2 separate regions of the Sus scrofa genome follow, and region 2 is linked to region 1. The links are chromatin contacts, called in public Hi-C maps. All regions are on one chromosome and are shown on one strand. The core of a region is the stretch at or near the end of the contact, and the rest is flanking DNA. Distances in the headings are between cores, read along the strand shown.

Evidence for each region. A called contact is a pair of places that touch in the nucleus more often than the background predicts.
Region 2: a contact with region 1 is called in a Hi-C map of fetal liver, with 2.1 times the contacts expected there. The contact joins the enhancer-like site here to the promoter of UBE2E3 in region 1. A contact is called at or near these places in 2 of 5 promoter capture datasets (fetal liver and liver), 6 of 47 Hi-C or Micro-C datasets (alveolar macrophages, fetal heart ventricle, fetal liver and 1 more) and 1 of 2 datasets of contacts at active chromatin or transcription factors (skeletal muscle).

Annotation. Positions count from the first base shown.
Region 1 is chr15:86,468,917-86,472,633 of Sscrofa11.1, reverse strand. UBE2E3 (ubiquitin-conjugating enzyme E2 E3) reads right to left here and starts at 1,722. Exons shown (of 6, transcript XM_021076031.1): 1 at 1,139-1,722; 2 at 1-107. The coding sequence starts at 82.
Region 2 is chr15:86,550,013-86,553,573 of Sscrofa11.1, reverse strand. All of the region lies in intron 3 of UBE2E3 (ubiquitin-conjugating enzyme E2 E3), which reads right to left. Among named protein-coding and RNA genes, the nearest start is that of UBE2E3, 81 kb to the right of the region's middle. Within about 2 kb of position 1,488, at least 4 of the 83 cell types and tissues checked have an H3K27ac peak or open chromatin away from gene starts, as enhancers often do. A contact at or near this core is called in fetal liver, where this site is marked.

The DNA of each region.
Region 1 (3,717 bases), core at 473-2,972:
CTGGGTCTCGCTGGTCCGCATCTGAACTACCACTGCTGGTGCTGGGGCTCTCATCATCGGACCTTTGCCGATCACTGGACATCTTGGTGAAGTTATTTCTTGGAAAACTTTTCAATAGAAAAGGGAGAAAGGACAGGTAAGTCTATTAAATAAACCAACAGCATTTTCATCTCTTTATCTTCACCTAAAATCGTATTTTAATGAAAAGACTTCAAAAGTGTTCACACTTATCTCGTCGTAAAGCAAGGTTACAGGGGAGGTGATGGGTCTTACAACGCCAGCGTTCAGGGATTTACGAACTCAAGTTAGAAAACCCACTCACATTTTTTTCCATCCCTTGGACAATCTATCAATTGTCTACTTTCTCAGAAGGCATGAAACAGATTTGCCAGGGAACTTAGGCAACGAGCATTAATAACATATGACACACTGTAAATAACAGATCTTGCTGAAAAATGTTAAAAAGTCACTAATAACGTCTAAATATTTACACGCTGACATTGGTCAAAGCTACCAAATTCCCTTTCCAAGAGGAAAACATACCCTGTTAATCGCCCATATGCTTATTTAAGGTGGCGATTCCTCCTCGGTGCACGTAAGCCTTTAAATACAACACTTAGGAATTTAAAAAATCAACTAACAAGCTGCTCTAGCCGTTTCCACGGCCAGCAGGGAAGATTCATCCGGCCAAGACCGAGCTGCCACCCTGGGAAAAGCAAAATTCAAACTGCACCTTCTGCAAAGCTCCCCATGCCATCAAGGTTCCTCGCTCAATTTTTACATCACGGACCGACATTTTGTCCAAAATAACGAAAAAAAAAATCAGAGGAAAAACAAACAAACAAACAAAGCCCCAAGAAGTGCAACAAATTTCCGCGCCCGCGGAGGCGAGCCGCGGCCGGCGGCGCGGCCACGCAGCTCCGCGGCCCTTTGTGGGGAGGGCCGCGCGGGGGCCGCGGGCAGCGCTCGCCGCGCCGGGCGCCAAGTGATGCGAGCAGCCCGGCCGGCCCCGCCGCGGCTCGCGGACACCGGCGGCGCGGGCGCCCGGCGCGAACAAAGCTGCCCGCCCCCGCCCCCTCCCCCACCGCCGCCGCCGCCCCGGCCGCCCCCACGCGGCCCCCCGGCCCCGCCGCCTTACCTCGGCCGCCCGCCCGGCCCGCTCGCGCGCCGCTACGGTGTGGGGGAGGGAGAGAGAAAAAAACCCTTCCTTAAGGAAATGGAGGCAGCTGGGGGGGGGAAAGGGGGGGAGGGAAAAAAAGAAGCCGAGGAGGCTCTGGCCGGGGAGTGTGGAACATTGAAAGTCGGAGGGGGTTGTGCAGTGCCGGGCTCCGGCCGGAGGGTGGCGCCGCCCAGCGCCTTCGGAAAAAAGGGGGGGTGGGAGCTCGGCTGGGCGAGGGCGCGAGCTCCCGGCGAGGCGGAGGGGACGCGGGAGACCCCCGCGCGCTGTGGCCTCCCGCCGCCGCCTCCCGGCTCGGCTCCTCCCGGCCGCGCAGTCAGCAAGTTCCGAGGCGAGCGCGGGGGAGGGGCGGGCGCGGCGGCGGCGCGCGTGCTCGCTCACTGCTTGCCTGGCGAAGGGGCACGCGCCGCCGGCGGGCGCGAGCCTTTCTCGCGCGCTCCCGCGCGCTCTTTCCGCGCCTCCCTTCACCCGGGGGGCGCACGCGTCCGCCCGCGCGCGGCCCGGACAAAGAGCGCGGCGGGGACCCAGCGGGCTGGCCCCTGCCGCCCTTGGCCGCGGAGCGGGTGCCAGAAAAGGCGGGGGCGCGGGCGCCGTCTCGTGGGGCCGCTGTGCCGCGGGGTGGCTTCCGGCCTGAGCCCGCCTCCGGAGCGAGACTGCCCATTGGGCTACCTACCCCGCACGCTGGGCCGGGATCATCCCTGGGGCTGACCTGCAGCCCCACTGCATGTGCAGGGGCCGGCTTGGACCCCAGGGGCCCCAACTTCTGGACTAGCGCCCCGGGTGCGTGGTCGAGAGTCCCCCACTGCCCTAGAAGACTGCAGACTAATGGGTGTCGTTGACGAAGGCGGGCATGCAGGAGGAGGAAAGCTGCCTCTTGCCCCTCGTGTGAGCTAAAAGGGCAACATGGGGTCTTCGGCATCGAGGGAGGAAAAGAGATTTTGAGACTAGTTGACCAGCCTCTGCTTGCTTCTCTTTGGCCCTCAGCATACCAAAGGAGAAGGTGATCCTTCGGGTGCTTTGAAAACTTAAAAATTCAAAACAATTTTTTAAATGTCCCACTCAAGATTGTTTAAGTGAAGAAGGTCATAAACAGGGTTTATACCTGATGCTTTGCTGCGTGGTTCTAGTGAGGTGCATGCTAGAGGCCAGTTCTGGAAAGAGAACCATCTGTGATACTAGGTCAGAATGTCCACCCAGAAAAAAAGCTTCAGGTGGAGATAGTGAAGGTTAGTAGTTTTGTTCTGTCATTCTCTCTTGCAGTCTCCAGGTGGACTGCAGTTTTTGCCCCAGGCACAAAGTAACCAGAAGTACAAAAACTTCCTGTTTGCAGCCCAGACCTTCTCCAGCTCCTGAGAACTTGCTCCAGTGATGGAGCCCCAAAGGAATTTGTGGATTCCTCTCCCACAAATGTCAGGAGCAGGGGTGCTGGGAGAATGTGGAGTTCAGAGCAGGAATGACAATGGCAGAGTCATAACAGATGAACTAGAATTAAAGGGAAAAAGGGGAAAAAAAGGCTGAATGAGCCAACATATTGACTTTTTTTTCCTCCAGAGAGAAAAGTTTTGGTAAAGTGCTGCTTACAAATCTGAAGAGTAAGTTACAGTTCTGTAATTTTCCAAAGACACTGTCATTCGGTGAACCTTTTGGAGAACTATGCCCTAATTGCTGGACACACAAAACTCTCTCATTCAACTAGTGTGTGACTAAAGCCAGGTCTCCCTGCTCTAGAAGCCACCAGTCCAAAAGGAGAGCAAATGTTAAAGTCCACCAAGTTGATAAGAAGGAAAGATATTCTAGTCAGGAAGTCTCCTGTTGAAGAAGGCACCCTGTGTGTGGGGGGGGGGGGAAGACAAGCATTTTGATTTGGCTAGATCAAAGGGTACTGTGGAAAGAGACTGTTAGTGAAGATACAGATTGAAGGTTCCCCCCAACTTACACACTGTGATGCTACAGCAAAAGCTAGCCAGTTCGGAGTTTGGACTTTGCTTTGTTTGGAATGGGAGGTTGTGAAAGGAAAGCTATATATTAAAAAGTGTGTTCTTTTAGGAAGTTTATCACAGAAGTAAACTGCAGGCCCACAAGCCAATTGCTGATAGGATTAGGGTGGGGCTAGGAGATAAAGATCTTCAGTTGTGTTTTGGTAGCATTTTCCATGATATAAAAAACAATACTATACTATACTGAAAAGGAAGGGAACTGGATTCTAATTTCATTTTACCAGATTCATGTGACTTCAGGCAAGTTATTCTTTTCAACTGAGTTTCTCTTATATGTAAAAGGAAATTGTACCAGAAGTTCTAAGTTCTCCCTTGCTCGAATATTTCATGATTCTTCAATGAATTTGAAATCATGGAGCTCCATTCAATATTCACTTAGAATACTTAGGAATTACCAAATGCTGAGAAGTTGGAATGAAATATGGGTTCTGCTCTTATTGAGCTCAGTGGGTAGGGGGAGAGCCAGAAATGTAGACTAAAGGATGAGAAGTGCTGCATTAAAGGAATGGACAGAATGAGTGGAGTGTTATTAACTATCAATTA
Region 2 (3,561 bases), core at 239-2,738, 81 kb before region 1:
AGAAATAATTTCCTCAGTGATATTCTTTGGTTCTTAAGCAAAACCATGCTAGGCCTCAGATAGATGGATAGCGATGTGGGGGAATACTATATTTTAATGAATCACAAAATTTCGGCATGAAAAACACGTAGTTGAAGCCAACCACCCCCTTTACAGTTGAAGAAACCAATTCACAAAAAGTGATCCATTTTAAATTCCTTCTGCTAGCTGATGAAGAACTGGGATTCCAAACCAAACTATTGTGTTCTTAAATTTGCTTTCTTCTCATTTATGCTACTTTGCTACAACACACTAAAGATATGGTTATTATAACTGTCCTGGAGTAGACAGAGTAGGGCTGCAGCTTATGGATGTGTTTTAAGCACAATTAGCCTAAGGTGAGTTAGGGCTAAAATCTAGCCCTTGTTAGCTTCTTTGTCTCAAATAAGAGCCCCATATCTTTCTCAGAAAGGTACCACCTGCTAATCAAGACATGAGGGGTGGGGTTAGCACTACTGACTCCACCCTAATTCAAAATACAACATTTTATAGATTAGTAGTTGACCAGCCACTGAGGCTTCACAGCTGAGTAGAAAATGGGTCCTAATTGCTGACAATCTCAAGATAGGTGCTTTTCACTAGTTCTCATGCTGCTATTCAATTTTTTTTTTCACTCATTTTCAATCTCTCTTTTCCAAAAGGACAACACTCCAGTAATTCTGCTCTATCCTGGATCATTTATTTCGCCCTCTCTGGTGAATCATACCCACATGAATAAATACTACAATCCATTTCCCCAATCCTTATTATAAAACAAAAACCTTGATTCCTTTACCCCTTCCAGTTCTCTGCTCAATTACCTTAACAGGTTTTTACACCTCACCACTCCATAGAAACTCCTCTCATCCAAGGTCACCAATGATCTCATCACTAGACCCAATGTTCATTTCTCAATCTTCATCATATCTGACTAGGCCACAGCAACATCTGACACAGCTGGCCACTTCTTTCTCCTTGATATACTTTCTCTGCTTTGTTGCTAGAATAACATACTTACCAGTTTTTCTCCTAAATTTCCTGGCCCCTCTTTCTCAATCAACAATTCTGTTCCTTATCTCTCTAACCTCTAAATACTGCCACTCTTCCAGAGCTCAGCCCTTAAACCTCTCCTTTCTACCTACATCCAGTCTTTTGTTGATCTCCTACAGTGCCAATAAACTCTTAATCCCCAAATCTATCTCCAGCCTAAAATTCCACCCTGAATTCCAGAGCTATATATCTAAATGCTGACTAAACAGTCTTTATTCTGAAATCTAATACTTTGAATCCAGTAATTCTAAAAAGTTTAATATTTCCCAAATTGACTCCCTGATGTTCCAATTTCTCTTTCAAGTTTCCCTACTTCAGTGAATGGCAACTTTCAGTTCCTTAGGGGGAAAGCCTAAACCTCCCCCTTGATAGCACTGTATCTAACATACTGTATATCAGCAAATTCCACAGGTTTTATCTTCAAAACATACCCCAAATTCTACCACTTCTCCCTCCTCCTATTGGCCCAACCTCAGTGGAAGACAACAGCATCCTCTGGTGTTAAATGCAATAGCCTTCTTGCTTCCACCTGAGACCCTAACCCCCACACAGCAATAGTCTATTCTCAAGGACAACCAGGCTCAGCGACAGTTAAAAAGCAAGTGAGATCACAATACCCTAGCCAAAACCCTCTAAAGGCTTACCTTCTTACTCTGTGTTCAAGTCTTATGACCTATGCAGCACTGGATAATCTGTTGCTACCATCACCACTAACATCCATCCTTCTTACCTGTTCCCCTCTTCCTTGTTCATCTGGCTGTAGGAACCTACTTCTCCAGCATATCCACCTCTGCAGCAGTATGTCTCTGCTGGGAATACTTGCTTTCCCTCAAGATACCCACATGGTCTGCTCCACCACCTTATGCAGGTCTTTTTTGGCTCAAAAGCAGGCTTGCTAGGGACACCTCTCCTGGCCACTCTATCTAAAACGTCACATAGAACTGCCACAAGTTTCACCTTCCTTTCTGTTTTTTTCCCTAAAGCATCTTTACTCTCTTACATGTATTTTATTTATTCCTATTACTCACTTCTGTCTGTCCCCTACTATAATGAAAGCCCCAGGGGGTTAAAAAATGTGGACTAGACTCTTTATAGTGGCCTGGGCTTTTTATGCCCTAAAAATCAGATATATATTTTAATAATTCAAGTGACTAAAGAGTTGCAGGGTAAGTTCAAGGGGAAAGGAAAAGGAGATCTCACAGAGCATGTTTATTAGCAGGGGAAAGGAAAAAAAGAGGAAAAGGGACACAGAAAAGAATCTTTTTCTTAAACAGGTATCCCCTACTTTTCAAAAATTCACTTTATGATACTTCGCTCTTATGCATGCTATATATTAATACGTGTTTTCTCCAACCAAAAGAAATCCAAAGAGGATTTTCGCTTTTGCAAAAACAGTGTTCAGTGTTTGCTTTGCAGTGAACATTACAGAGGCAGCACACACTCTGAGCAGTGGAGGAGCACCAAGCTCCTTCCCCAGGACTACACTCAGCATCTCAGCATCAAGCCTCCATAGCTTTGAATTGTATATGTGAGCCTCTGTGCTTTATCTCAATTTATTTTGTGAACTGCTAGCAAGACATGCCCTAAGGTAACTGCTTCTTCACGTTACATCATTTAGGCTTATAAAAGGTTTTTCATAGGAACACTCTATTTTTGGATAGTGGGGTAAACCTATATTAACTTGATAAAAAAGTGTTCATTTACTTAGTAATTCACTGTTGCAGCAAAACTAAAATTCATTCCAGTTGAGTCAAACTGGGAAAAAGCAGAGACAACATTAACCAAGACCCTGTTTACTGAAACCTCAATATTTGCTAATGCCAAAAGGATCAGTTATTAAATCCCATAATTGAGGACTTAGGTTTTTGTTTAAATACTATTAATTGAGAAGTATTTTTATTTCACTATTTTTCTCCTGCAAACATTCCTTTCCTCCTTTTAAACATCATGTTTCCCATAAGCTAGTCTATTTTCTACACAAAACAAACAAAAGTAAAGAGAAGGCAAAAGTTTAGACAGAGCGACAAACCTACACCTGGGAATTTTTTGTTACCAGCTGCTCTTAGTGTTAATGAGTGACATTATTTTAAACATTAGTAGCAGGAGGACTGATCTTAGCAAAATCCATTTTCTTGTCACTTGAATATTAATTCAGCAATTACTGTTGCTGCAAGGGTCATTAACACTAGACTTTACAGCACTGGAGTGATTCCCCGTAAGAACTTTCAAATGCTTAATAATAGATTCAATTTAAAACACATCCTTTTTTAAAAAACACAATTCTTTTACACACACCACTTTTTAATCCTGTTCTAAGACAAATGCAAAGGTTTATGTTACAATCTATATGGTTTTTAACCCTATGGCAATCTTAAAATGAGATGAATTAAATTCAAGGAGAAAAGAATAGAACAGTGACTTAAGACTTTTCCTTAACTATGTAAACTGGTGTAATAGTTGTTTAGTGTCCTGTTTTAAAACCCACTGAACTGT